Linked DNA regions of Mus musculus: region 1 is linked to region 2. The links are chromatin contacts, called in public HiChIP or PLAC-seq maps. All regions are on one chromosome and are shown on one strand. Each heading gives the region's core, a stretch centred on a gene start, on an enhancer-like site or on the middle of the called end of the contact. The rest is flanking DNA. Distances are from core to core; before and after follow the strand shown. Region 1 has its middle 26 kb from the start of 1110028F18Rik. Region 2 overlaps Smpd3 (sphingomyelin phosphodiesterase 3, neutral).

What was found. HiChIP or PLAC-seq counts read pairs in DNA pulled down with a chosen protein or histone mark.
Region 1: an HNF4G HiChIP or PLAC-seq map of pancreatic cancer cells shows a contact between it and region 2. The contact joins two enhancer-like sites. A contact is called at or near these places in 1 of 39 promoter capture datasets (liver) and 1 of 115 datasets of contacts at active chromatin or transcription factors (pancreatic cancer cells).

What each region holds. Positions count from the first base shown.
Region 1 is chr8:106,558,195-106,565,021 of GRCm38.p6, forward strand. No RefSeq gene overlaps it. Among named protein-coding and RNA genes, the nearest start is that of 1110028F18Rik, 26 kb to the right of the region's middle. Within about 2 kb of position 3,162, at least 137 of the 459 cell types and tissues checked have an H3K27ac peak or open chromatin away from gene starts, as enhancers often do. A contact at or near this core is called in pancreatic cancer cells, where this site is marked.
Region 2 is chr8:106,304,190-106,310,952 of GRCm38.p6, forward strand. All of the region lies in intron 1 of Smpd3 (sphingomyelin phosphodiesterase 3, neutral), which reads right to left. All of the region lies in intron 1 of 4930506A18Rik (RIKEN cDNA 4930506A18 gene), which reads left to right. Among named protein-coding and RNA genes, the nearest start is that of 4930506A18Rik, 25 kb to the left of the region's middle. Within about 2 kb of position 4,337, at least 91 of the 459 cell types and tissues checked have an H3K27ac peak or open chromatin away from gene starts, as enhancers often do. A contact at or near this core is called in pancreatic cancer cells, where this site is marked.

The sequences.
Region 1 (6,827 bases), core at 1,912-4,411, 250 kb after region 2:
CAAAAAACATATCTGGTCTCTTGCTTGGTTGCTGCAGAGGACACTTTTGAGCAAACAAGGAGGGGAAGGGTTGCTTTTGAGCAAGCAGGTAGTTGTAACAGAAGCTAAGATAAGCAGTTAGCCGAAACAGGAGGTTTTGCACAAGCAAGTAGTTTAACAGAAACCAATATAAATTAGCTGGGGTATCTTGACCCTTGGGTTCTTTGAGTAGAGTTGGTTGATTTTTCATGGGAGTCTCCAACAAGGAGCTCAAGTTCTAGTCAAACCTAAGATAGCTTCCACGTGGAGAACCTCTCTGTATTGTCCTATCACTGGGGACTAAACCCCAGGTCTTCTGTAGGAATATCAACTGCTCTTAAACTGCTGGGCTCTCTTTCCAGATCCAGGAGTGGTTAAATCTTCAAAGCAGCTGTACTTCTAATCCATCCTGAACCTAGAAGCCCCAGCTGTCACCTGATGAGTAGAATGCTGGGGGTGGAGCCTGCAGTTGAGTTATAGACAGACCCCAGGTGATTGGGTTGTATGCTTAGGTTTGATATCAGGACAACTAATGTCACCTAATGAAATCTAAAGGGAACTTTGGGGCCAAGTGAGATGGCTCAGCAGTTGAAGGTGCCTGCCACCAGAGCTGACAGCCTGAGTGTGCCCACTGGGACCCACGTGGTAGATAACTCCCAGGTTGTCCTAGGAACTCCACGTGTGTGGTAGTGGCCTGCATACCCATGCATATGCACTTAACTGATAATATAATAATATTCAAGGGAATTATGTGGGTTTCTCACCTATTCTTGATCTCTGTACCTCAGACCAAGGCTGTTCCTGCTTTTTCTTTTGAGCCTCTGGTCCCCCTGCTGTTCTTGTTGATAAGCAGGGGGATCGGATGTCCTAGCCAGTCGCACCTGCTGCCCCTTATCTTTGACTCCCCTCTTGGAGGCTGAATGAAGCAGGGAAATCCTACCTGCAGCTGCACAAAACCAAACAGCCACTGTTCACTCGGCTTCCCTCCTGGGATTCGTGGAGGGTGCCAGGGGAGAAATGGCTTTTCACAGCCAAGCCTGGCCTCTGTGAATGAATCTAGGCAACTTTGACAATGGGGAAACGGTCACTGGCCTGAGCGTCTGGGAAGTACAGGCCTGGCGTCGGTGGTCAGGGTGTGTGCCATACTGATCGTTCTCCCGCTGTGAATATGCTTCCGGGCTGCAAGGTGAGACTTTGGATCTGTGGTCAGTAGGTTCCAGAGCAAGACACAAGGGGCTGGTAAGATGGCTCAGCAGGGGAAGGTGCTTGCTGATCTGGGACTCAGAGAACTGACGTCCTAAAGTTGTTCCCAGACCCACACACAAATGAACATACAAACTTTTAAAAAAAAAAAAAGGGTGTTTTGGTTTTTCTTTTTAAGATTTATTTCATGTATGAGTACACTATAGATAGCTGTCTTCAGACACACCAGAAGAGGGCATCAGATTCCATTACTTGAGGTTGCTGTGAATTGAACTCAGGACCTCTGGAAGTACAGGTAGTGCTCTTAACTGCTGAGCCGTCCCTCCAGCCCCGCAGTTTTTGTTGTTGGTGGTGGTGGTTTAGTTTGATTTTATTTGCTTTTTTTTTTTTTTAAAGAAAAAAATATATTTCAGAGTGTAAGTCACTATCTTTAAGTATTCCTGGTGAGTGATAATTGCACCCGCTTGCACACACATACACAACTAATGGGATGGCATGCTAACAAGGACTGCCTGGGTATCTGGCTGATCTTTTTGTAGTTTATCAGCTGTGTGTGCCCTCCAACGTTTACCCGGTGTGTTGCAATCATGTTTTGTGTCACGTTTGCACAATAGTGTGGGGGCCCCTCCGTTGTCTCCATCAATCCCAATTTGGTATTGCTCTGCCCCCGCCACCATCTGTGAACATAAGTCCTAAGGGTTTGTTTTGTTTCTAACGTCAAACGGTCCAGGGCATCTGCTTTGTGGAGGCTTCAAAGCTGCCTCCAGGTCAGCTGATACTGATTGAGATCAGGGCTCTCTGGAGTCGAAGGCTCAACCTGGAATGGCTAGTTGGTACTGAGAATGCCTGTCAGATCTTCTCAAATCTGTCCCCAGGCTTCTAAAAAGCCCAAAAGAAAAGAAAAAGTGACTCTCTAAGGATGCCTGAACCAAAGATCCCAAAGTGAGAGTTCAAAGCCAGCCTCCAGCTTCCTGGTGAACCGGTTTCAAAACAACAGCAAAACAAACCCACACCCAGCCCCCTTGAGCTTTCTTTTGAGAAAGATCTCTGGATTCCCTGAGTCCTATCTCCTCAGCCCCCTCCTCCCACACTCTCCTTACAAACACCCCTCACCCCAAGTGAGGTCATCCATCCTAGTAGCAGGCCTTTTGACTTTGTGGCTGACCTAAGCAGTCTTTCCTGGGGTTTTCCCCTCCATTAAGGTGTAGGTAACTCTGCATACCCAGTCATTGTGTGGCCTGAAGAAGGGGTTTAAGAATATGGCCAGAAGTCCAGTCAGGGCAGGGACTGTCTGAGAGGTCAGCTAGGTGACAGGCCACCACTGACAGTTGGAGCAGCCCCCTCACCAGCGTTCCATCCTTTATGTGTCTAGTTTGACTCACTGGGGAACTCCGTGGATCACCTGCTCACAAAGAAGGCAGAGCCTTCCTTCCCACCTTCAGCTTTCTTTTTTGCTTTGTTTTGTTTGAGACGGGGAGGGGATTCTCTGTGTAGCCCTGGCTGTATTAGAGCTCACTCTGTAGACCAGGTTGGCCTCGAACTCAGAGACATCTACTTGCTTCTGCCTCCCCAGTGCAAGATTAAAGGTGTAAGCTGCCACTGTTGGTCAGAGACCAAATTCAGATCCTGCCCTTCTGAATGAGGCCTTGGGCAAATTGCTTCCGCTCTCTGAAGGATGCCTAGCACGGGAGGGCTGTTTAAGATGACCGTTGGCCCTACTGATGTAGGAGGTTGATGGGAGTGACGGCATCCCATACACATCCGTATACAGGGATCCTCCGCGGAAGGTGAGCTTCCATGGGAAGACTGCCCAAAGGAACGGAACGTCCCCTTCCTTCCCAGCAGAGGGCGCCATTCTCCCAAACCACAGCTGGGGCTGGCCTTTGCAGCCTGGCTTGGCAGGGTGGGGCCACAGGAAGGGAGGGCACATGCCACAGGGCCACTGGCTGTGGCATACCTTACATGGAAGTCTGCCTGCGAAGACAGCTCCGCCTGCACAGAACACATGCTCGGTAAATACTTGTTGAGTCAGTGGATGAAAAAGCTCTCTTGATGATGGGGATGGTGTCTGAACGGACGCTGCTTGATGAGCCACGACCCTTACCAAAGAGCTGCTTATGGTCTGGTCTCTCAACGAGCTTTTTATGTCTTCCTTTTAAAAAGGAATTGAGAGCCAGAGCGACGGCTCAGTGGTTAAGAGCACGTATTGCTCTTGCAAGAGGCCCCAAATTCAATTCCCAGCATGGTGACTCACAAGCATAACTCCAGTTCCAAGGGATTCAAAGCTCTCTTCTGACTTACATGGGCACCCGGTGTGCACACAGTGCACAAACATACATGCTGGCAAAACATCTGTACACGTACAATAATAAAATGAGTAAGTTTAGAACAAAGTCAAGAAAAGGAAATGGAGAGAGTTAGGAGAAGTGCTGGGCTGGGTGTGGTGGCACACCAGGGTGCGTACCTGTAATCTCAGCATTTAAGAGGAAGGCTGAAAGGAATTGAGAGTTCCAGATCAGCCTGATCTACACAGGTAGATACCTGGAGAGACAGAGTGACAAGGATGGGCCTTTATGTTTTCTTTGAGGACACCTGAGGTGTCCCAGGCTGTTCCAATCTGAACTCTCTATGTAGCTTCACCCGCTGTTCTCCTGTTTCTGCCTCCCAAATGCTAACCTAACAGGAATATACCACCACGCCTAGTTTATGAAGTGTGTAATTGAACGTAATCCTTCATGAGTGGCAAGCAAGCATTCTACCAACCGAGGTATCTCCGTCCGAAGACCTCTTTTTATCCTGAGATTCAAACCTCTGCCAGACACGACAGTAAATGCACTTAATGCTGACATCCAGGGGGCAGAGACAGGCAGAACTCTCTGAGTTCTAGACCAGCCTGGGCTACATAGCCAGTTCCAGGACAGCCAGAACTACATAGAGAGACTCTGTCTCAAAAAAACCCAACCAACCAGCCAAACAAGCAAACAAACAAAGGTTGGTGGTTACTAAAGAACAGCATCCAACTGAGGTGCCTCCTGGACTACACTCCAAGGTAGAACACTTGACCAATATCACAAGGTCACACCTTACCCTGCCAGAAGTTACAGCTGGAGCCAAAGTGCAGGCACACGGGACAAAAATATCCTTCAGATGTTATTCAGGTCCTGCATGAAGGCAGGGCTGCCCACGTGACCGTGGTTCTCTATTTCTTTTTTTTTTTTTTTTCTTTTTTGGTTTTTTGAGACAGGGTTTCTCTGTGTAGCCCTGGCTGTCCTGGAATTCACTCTGTAGACCAGGCTGGCCTTGAAGTCAGATATCCACCTGCCTCTGCCTTCCAAGTGCTGGGATTAAAGGCACCATTATTCATATATATATATATATATATATATATATATATATATATTTTTTTTTTTTTTTTGGTTTTTCAAGATATATCTATTTCTTATGTCAGTCCTTCCAGCCTCTTCTGAGGCCCCTTTGCGTGTAGTGGGCATTATTCCAGGGTCTTTATATTCATTTACATAATAACTACTTTTTAAAAAAATTTCATGTATGTGGGTACACTGTCGCTGTCTTCAGATGCACCAGAAGAGGGCATTAGATCCCATTACAGATGGTTTCGAGCCACCATGTGGTTGCTGGGAATTGAACTCAGGACCTCTGCAAGAACCGTCAGTGCTCTTAACCTCTGAGCCATCTCTCGAGCCCACATAATATCTACTTATTGACCAAATTGTTCTATGCCAGGTACCATTGTTGGTGATGAAAAAAATGAAATTCAGCAAGCAGCTAAAAATCCAAACTGACATGTCAGGGACTCTGTTTTTTTTTTTTTAAAGATTGATTGATTGATTGATTGATTGATTATATGTAAGTACACTGTAGCTGTCTTCAGACACTCCAGAAGAGGGCGTCAGATCTCTTTACGGATGGTTTTGAGCCACCATGTGGTTGCTGGGATTTGAACTCCAGACCTTTGGAAGAGCAGTCAGTGTTCTTACCCGCTGAGCCATCTCACCAGCCCGGACTCTGGTTTTAAAATGTGTAGAGTCTTGGTGCAGTGGCATAGACCTCTAATCCTGGTGCTTGGGTGGTGGAAGGAGGAGGATCAAGTGTTCGAGGCCAGCCTTGCCTATATACTATAGAGAGTATGTGGCTAGCCTGGGCTGCATGAGAAACTGTCTCATAAAAGCTAAATGTGTGGGGCTTACTAAGGAGAAGAGAGAGCTGAGGTAGGGCCAAGAGGAAAGAAACTGGAGTGAGGACTCAGTTCTCGTAGTCAGAGAAGGCATAGCTGAGAAGTGTCTGAGCACAGACTTAGGGAGTGAGCTCACAAGTGTGTGTCTCACTGAGAGGAACAGAAAGTGAAAGCTATATGCAGAAGGGGCTGGCAGGGCTCAGTAGGCAGGCCAGAATGTCTGGAGCAGAAGAGCTGGAGTGGAAGCAAGTGAAGAAAGGGATGGGATGGAGGGCGCCCAATGGCTGGGCATCTTTCCCTGGGTCTGGGCTCAGTGCTGAGTGAAGGGCCAGGCCCAGCCCTGGAAACCCTGGGAAAAGTCCTGACTCAGCTCGCCTCTGGAGCCAGCAAAACCTGATTCTTTCACTGAACCATCCACAGTCACCAACAGGGAGGCCAGGGCCTGCCTGGGCCTGTGTCAGCTGCAAACCTGGCAGACTGGAGCCGCAAGATTCTTTTCTCAGGGCCCCAGGGCAGACTGGGAGCCAGTCAGAAAGTAGAGCCCTGGTTAGCAGTACAGACCTTGTAGTGGCAGGTGTGTGTGTGTGTGTCTTACAGCCTGACTTCTCCCAAATAGCCCAAGGGAGCCCTATGGGATGGTATTTGAGGAACACTCAGTATCAGGGCCTATTCTGACACAAAGCTAAGGTAAGAGGTGCCTGCTGTTATTATTGCTGTTATCTTTTCTTAGGCCCTCTCCAATCCATGGTGGGCCAGGAGCCCTGATCATTCCTTAAATGTCATACTATTCTCAGCCCCCAGCAAGCTGCAGGATGGAGTGGGAATCTGAAAGGGGATGGGTGGGTCAAGAATGCTGAAACCTGGCCCTGCCATTCCTGTCCCCACGGCCCTCTTAGTAAGCTCTGAGGCTAGGAGAGCGGGCAGGGCAGAAAAGGCCTCCTGAGTTATCCTGACTACCACAGCACTCCTGGAAGACAGTGCTGACTCATAGGACTTACTAGAGGGTCAAGGCTGAAACACCTACCCTCACAAGACACTGTGGTTAAGAGTCCCTCCCTCCAAATCAAACTCACTTCTCTCAGGGCCTCTGCATTTGCCTTTTGCGTGGCAAGACAGCCCCTACCTCCTCAGGCACAGCCCAGTGTCAGCTTCTCAGGATGCCATCTTTGAATAACCATCTCAAGAGCTTTTCTTTTTTTATGTATGTACTTGTTTGTGTGTGTGTACATGTGTCGGCTGGAGATGTGGACCAGAGGTTGATGTTGGGTTTCTTCAATTGTTCACTATCTAATTGTCATCATTATTATTACTGTGTGTGTGCATGTGTGGTTTTTGAGACAACGTTTCTCTATGTAGTCCTGGCTGTCCTGGAACTCACTATGTAGGCTTTGCTGGACTCGAACATAGAGAT
Region 2 (6,763 bases), core at 3,087-5,586:
AGACATGCTGAAAAGAATACAGGACAGGAGGCCATGGAGGCAGAGGCTCTGGGCTCGGCAGATTAGGGTGAGCCTGGCTCTTCCCTGGGAAAAGAATAAGGAGGAAAAGGCATAGAGCACAGATTAGGAGAAATGAGTGGGTGGTGAGGACTGTCAAGGCTCTTCAGTATCAGCCTGTTAGCTGAGAGTCCCCACTGTCCAATAACCAGCACCAGTCTACAGTGCCATTCCTGATTGCCAGCTATGATCCTTGAGTGGCAGGGAGGAAACCCAAAGTCAGCCAGCAGTCCTGGTGTCCCACAGATGACCCAGTCTCATATCACCAAACATAGCAAAGGTCGGGATGAGGAAATCCCACAGACACCCAGCCACGTGTAGCTCCCCGAACAGCTCTGTGAGACTAGGAAGGAGTAATCTGAAAGCATCCTCCAGCTCTAAGTTGGCTGCCACAGCACCGCTAATTCCCACAGGCTGGTTTGTAAAGAGTGGTCTTGTGCACTCTGCCTGCATGAGTTAATACGCAGCGGCTATGATACAACTTTTTCCCTGGTTTCCATTAAACAAGACAAAACAAGACAAAACACAAAACAACCCGCAAACCCAAAAGAAAAGCCACAAAGCAAATGGCTCTGCAAATCTCGTGGGCAAGGTCACAGTGAGATTAGACCCCAGAGTCTGTGATTCTCACATTTTTGTAGTAAGGATTCTGGTGTCAATAAGACATTATAAAATAACATTCCAGCTCAGTTGCTTAAGAAGCACGGTAGCGCATGGCATATGTTTTAAAGGTTAGGTATTTGAAAAGATGGGAATACCTTTATTAAGCACCAGCTACAGAACCATTATCTTAAACTCCTCGATTTCATAACAGTCTGGTTTCAGAGGAGGAGGTAGGGAGCTATCGGAGAGCATCTCTGCGTGTGATGCCGATGCTGCTCTTGCCCACCCTTGGCTTTCCCCAAGGCCTTTGTGAATGGATAGGGGGGAAGCTTGCTTTATTATGCACTGATTTGTGTATGTTGAAGCAGAGCCTTACTTACTGTGCTGTCTAGGTTGGCCCTGAACTTCTGGGATTAAGAAATCTTCCTGCCTCAGTCTACCATTTAGTTGGGACAGTGAGTGTGCGCTCCTGTGCCCTGCTTTGACAGCTGGTGACGCAGGCTTTGCTAGACCCATGCACCTGTGCTTGAGTGGTGCTCTGAAGGACACTGGTGATGCTGTCAGTGTCCCATTAGCATACTTTGGGGACAATGTACTTGGTCTGACACCCAAGGTTTGGGCCATTTTGAGGGTCAGAGGGTCAAAAGTCCTGCTTTTTGCCTCCGTACCCAGGATGAAGCTACCCTCTTCTCCATGGCAAGAATGGAAAATAAACAAATGGTGTGCCAGAGCTCTGTTGTAAGGATTTGATCCACCTGCAAGGTAGCTTTGGGAACCTTATCTTTCCAGAGAAATTATTTCCAGAGGACTTGGATGGTGGTAGGCTCTGATTTTCACTCTTTAATCATTCAGAAAAAAACATATCCATTTCCATTTATTCATAATAGTGGGAAATCATTGAGTTTTTTTTTTTCCTGTGCAAAGGTCAAACTATAAAAAGCTAAGTGGACTCGGAGAATTCTAGGCTAGTTACAGAACACGGCTGCACATTAGGAGGAATCCAAAAAAGGATTTAATCCCCCTTTGGAAGCAGCTGGTGATAATCTTCTCTGTACTTTCTCCCCATGGGTGTTAAATTCAGGTATAAGGACAGAAAGTAAGTTCTTTTCAATGAGTAGAACGTGTAGGCTGTACTGAGAGGGAGGCCTGGATCAGAAATCTTACCAGCTGCTACACACCAAGTATAAAAGCCTAGGCAACTTCTTCACTTTCGAGCCTCAGTTCCCTTGTTTGATAAATGGGTATATTCTTCCCAGGTGTTCTTTAGAACTCTGCTGTCCAACCTGGGACTTTCCACCTGACACTAACCTGTAGGCAGATGGGTCCTGGGTTGGCTGAAATGCTAAGAAGGGCACTGGGAGAGGCCCAGGAAGACAGGAGTCCTGTTCTGGCCTCCTTCCCCACCTGGCCACCTGACTATGTTCCCAGACTCAGATAGAGCTCTGCCAGTGTGTGTACTTGGGTGACCTGTGAAGTCCCTGCCATTGGAAGATAAACAAGTAACTGTGAGATCCACATCACAGAGACATTTTAAAAGGGCACTTGGCAATTTCACAGCTTTTGGGAAGCCGAGCAAGTGGTGAGTTGGAGATAGAGTATTTTGAAAACAGTTAAGAACTTGGAGAAAAAATCTTTAAGAGTGTCTTTGGGAAGATAAGAAATGGCGGTATCTCCTCCACCTTATCAAATCAAGGTTTTATCCCTGTTCTGTGTTAGCCTCACTCTGTGGTACTGGCCAGCTCTACCATACTGGCCCAATCCACTAGACATTAGAAAGATGGAGTCAGCTCTAAGGCTGGGTCTGGCAGCATGGTTTCCTAGGAAGAATGACAGGTGGGAGTTGGCCTTCCTTTTCTAATTTACACCCACACCCATGTAGAAACAGCAGAAATGATATGTACTGGGGGAAGCCAGAGATTGAAGAATGGCCAATAACAGATAACAGAAGGCCAGAGAGTAGATGCACTCAGCAGGGGACACTCGGAGTAAGACCATAGAGGGCTAGTAAGAGGCTGCTGGAATCACTGACACTAGACTTTAAGGCAGAATAAGCCTGTGGAGTGGGCAGACATGTGACTGGGAGAACGTGGAGTTAGGGATACTGAGATGGGAGTCAGCAGGGTTTGGGCAGCTGGTGTGTGTGGTGGGGGTGGGGCACAGAGGCCTTTGAGGCTGGGCTGGCTGCTGGGATAACCTGCAGGAGACTGCAGGCTCTCCTGCTCCATCAGCAGTGCAAGGCTCCAGCTGCCACCTGAACCAGCTCTGCAGCTTTGCAGATGGTGTGTCCAAGGGTGGGCTTCCAGAGGGTTTCCAGATCTGTCTGTGGACACTAGCCTAAGGCTTACAATTGTCCCTGCTGGGTCTGTTTAAAGTTAGGTAACCTGAAAAGTGTAACCATGACCGCTGTATTTATATTATTCCAAGTTTGACTTTTAAGAAATATAGTAGATGTTTCTGTTAAATGGCAAATTGAGAGTCTACCTTACTATCCTTTATATTCTTTAAATGAAGAACCTAATTTCAAGAGATGCACAAATTACATGTAATTTGTATTGTCTTGGATGGTCTGTGTCTTTAGCTTTTCTTTTTAGGTCATGGGAGACCTGTCGTAGATCATTAGGTATTTAATATGACATGTTTTGCTTTGCGAAGTAAAAGAGGAAGGGAGGTTTGTTTGGATCAGATACAAACAGCTTTGCCCCCACATGTGTCCAGCAGCCTGATTCAGTATTAAATCTCTGAAATGATTGATTATCCATTAGGGAAGCTATTTACAGAGTTCATTACAGCAGATTCAAACTGACAACATCTGTGTGGCCAGGGCGGCAAGTCAAGCCAGGCAGAACCGAAAGGCTTTGAACAGAGCTGTTGGTTCTGCTTTCTGTGGGCCATAGACACCAAACTTTCAGGAAGGAAAGTTACAGGTTGCTGTGGCCACTGTGCTTGGTGATCAGGCATGGTCACCAAGGAGCCAGCTGCTTCCTGTGGACAGGATGTACCAAGGAGAACTCCCAGGAATGAAAGTGGTCAGGAAGCCTGGCTCAGAGCCAGCCCCTCTCCTCTGCTCTATACCTCATGTGCCTTCATTTAAAGAATATAAGGGATATAAAGATATAAGGGATATAAAGATATAAGGGACAGTAAAGAGGAACCTCACGGCGATGTTTAACATAAGCACCTGATATATTTCTTAAAAGTCAAACTTGGAATAATATAAATACAGCGGTCATGGTTACACTTTTCAGGTTACCTAACTTTAAACAGACCCAGCAGGGACAATTGTAAGCCTTAGGCTAGTGTCCACAGACAGATCTGGAAACCTTCGGGAAGCCCACCCTTGGACACACCATCTGCAAAGCTGCAGAGCTGGTTCAGGTGGCAGCTGGAGCCTTGCACTGCTGATGGAGCAGGAGAGCCTGCAGTCTCCTGCAGGTTATCCCAGAGGCCCCTTTATGTCTCTGCTTCCCCGGGACCTCCAACCCTCAAATATGTCAGGCCCACACTTCCCCACCCTCCCCTCCACAGGTCACTCCAGCTGGCTTCACCCTGAGTCCCTCCTGACCCCCTTCTCTGGCAAACTTTACAAAGTCCAAGTTTAAGGCTGTTATCATCGTCTAACCTGCAGATTTCCTGTTAACAGCACCACCCAACTGTGCCGATGCTGCCTTGTCCTTGTGTGCTGAGCAAACTGTTTACTTTGGCTCGTACACCAGGAAGTAGTAATACTGCTAAAGCTAGGTGCTCTCTGGAGCTTTTATTCAGGAGTGTGTGTGTGTGTGTGTGTGTGTGTGTGTGTGTGTGTGTATGTGTGTGTATTAGGTTTAACAGGCTGAGGTTATTGTTATCTGTGATAAGAGGAACAGCCTTAGGGCTTGAGAGCAGAGGCCCTCTGTCCTGTATGGCCAGTCTAAGTGGAACGCCTGGTGCTAGAGGGTACATAAGCCTCAGTGAGCTCTATGCTAGAAAGTTGTCTTCTGATTGTTGTCTTCTGATTGTTGTCTTCTGATTGTTGCCTTCTGATTGTTGCCTTCTGATTGTTGCCTTCTGATTGTTGCCTTCTGATTGTTGCCTTCTGATTGTTGCCTTCTGATTGTTGCCTTCTGATTGTTGTCTTCTGATTGTTGTCTTCTGATTGTTGTCTTCTGATTGTTGGGCAATGGTCATGAATGCTGCACCCAAAGCCCACTGGCAATATCTCACAGCTGTGTCCCCCTCCCCGGCTTGATTAAGGTTAAGCCCCTATTCAAGGGTGGTTGGTGACAAATGACAGGCAGATGGGGAGGGAATACAAGGCCAGGCCCCTTGGGCTGTCTTTGGGACAGTTCTAAAGAGCCATTTCAGCTACCACACTCCCTAAAGAACCATTGAGATTTCTACTGCAACCAATTTGGGATCATTTCTTATGCCTCTGCCCAATCCAATCCCACTTTCATTTCCTTGAACTCACTACAAAGCTGTGCAGGCTCAAGAGATCCAGATCTGGACAGCTGCATGGCTCAGCTGAGAGAGGCTAAACTACACATCCTCCTAGTCCTCTACATCCTCCAGAGCTACCTTGGCTAAGCCGTGATGGGGCTGCTGATGGGAGCCAGGAGAACAAAGGCCCCTTTAATTCTTCTGCTCTGTGCTTTTAGGTTAAAGCCTCCCAAGGGTGCCACTTGGGGTGCATTTGTTTTGGGGACCTGAAATTAGGAAAATTGGTGCTTTTAAAGTCTTTGGTCCATTTTGTTTTATGTTTATGCTGCAAATACCAACAATGGGAGGAGATCCCTGTTGCCCCTTGCCCCCACAACATGGCTGCAGAAAGCTTGGGGCCCAGTCAGAGACCTGTCGCTGGCAGAAGAAAGATCCTGGCATCTTCGAAGTGTCTTTAGCTTGTCTTCCTCATTTTGTCTTTTTGTGTCTTGCTGTGTCTCACATCTCCCTCTTTACCCCAAATGCCATGTGGAACAAAGTAAGGTATAAACAAACACATACAGTCGTGTGTTGTCAGACAGACATGTTTGCTTGGCAAGAGTTAGGGACATCTGTCAAGACACAGCTACTCCAGATCAGTTGATTCAGCCTGGTGTGTGTGTGTGTGTCCGTCCATGGGATTGTTTTGAAGTTCAATATAATTTTGAACGTATCAAGTAATCAACAAATGGTAGGCATTCACAATTGTTTATAAGTCGTGTTCTCAAGAGTCTGCCCTACCAGGTAGGATGCTCTCCCTTCTTCCTCTCTTGTGCTCCCAGTCAGCTAAGACACTTTCATGGCCTGTTTGCTTTCACTTTCTCTTATGAGAAAGATGTTCAGACACTGCAGCAGAAAAAAGCCACTGGTAATGCTTGCTGGCCATGATTTGAGCTTGGACACGTTCAAAATACCAATAGGGGAGCCAGACACTTGTACTAGTCCAAGATACTTGGTAGGATGAGGTCTAAGAAATTGATGATCAATTTGCCTGGAAGAAACCTAAACTCTATGTAATCGGAGCTTTCATAGACTGAGAAGAGGGTTGTACATGAGAGATGGATGGTGAATAATTTGACTAAGTCAAATGCAGTCGATGCAAATCTAGGCCTTTGAATGCTTTAAATATAACCCACTGATATAAAAAGCATTGCGCTAAATTTTTTAAAGCTGAGATCTTTCCTAGGGTGAGAGACTCACTTTTTTGATAGAGACATGCTACCCATAAGGCAAGCAGAGAAGGCATAGAACAACAGGAGATCACATTCCCCTATAGGCAACTGCGAGTTTCATGCATTTTATAGTCTACAACAGCAGCCCATGTGCCTGCTACACATTACCTCATGAGCCATCTCAGAACCATAGTAGCAGCTTGGGAAGGCTATTTCAAAGGGCAGGTGGTTCCAGAGGGGTTTTCTTCTGTTTATTTTGAAAGTCAATCTGCTTCTGGCTCTCTCCACTTGTGTCTCAGATAAGACTGAACCATAGTCTTTAATTTATACAAAGATGGGTTTAAAACTGGATTCCCTTTTATTTGCTTGCTTGCTTGCTTGAGATAGGGATTTAATGTGTAGTGCAAGCTGGCCTTGAACTTTCATCTCCCCACCAGCCTCCTAAGCACTGAGACTGCTGATGTGTGCTGCCATGC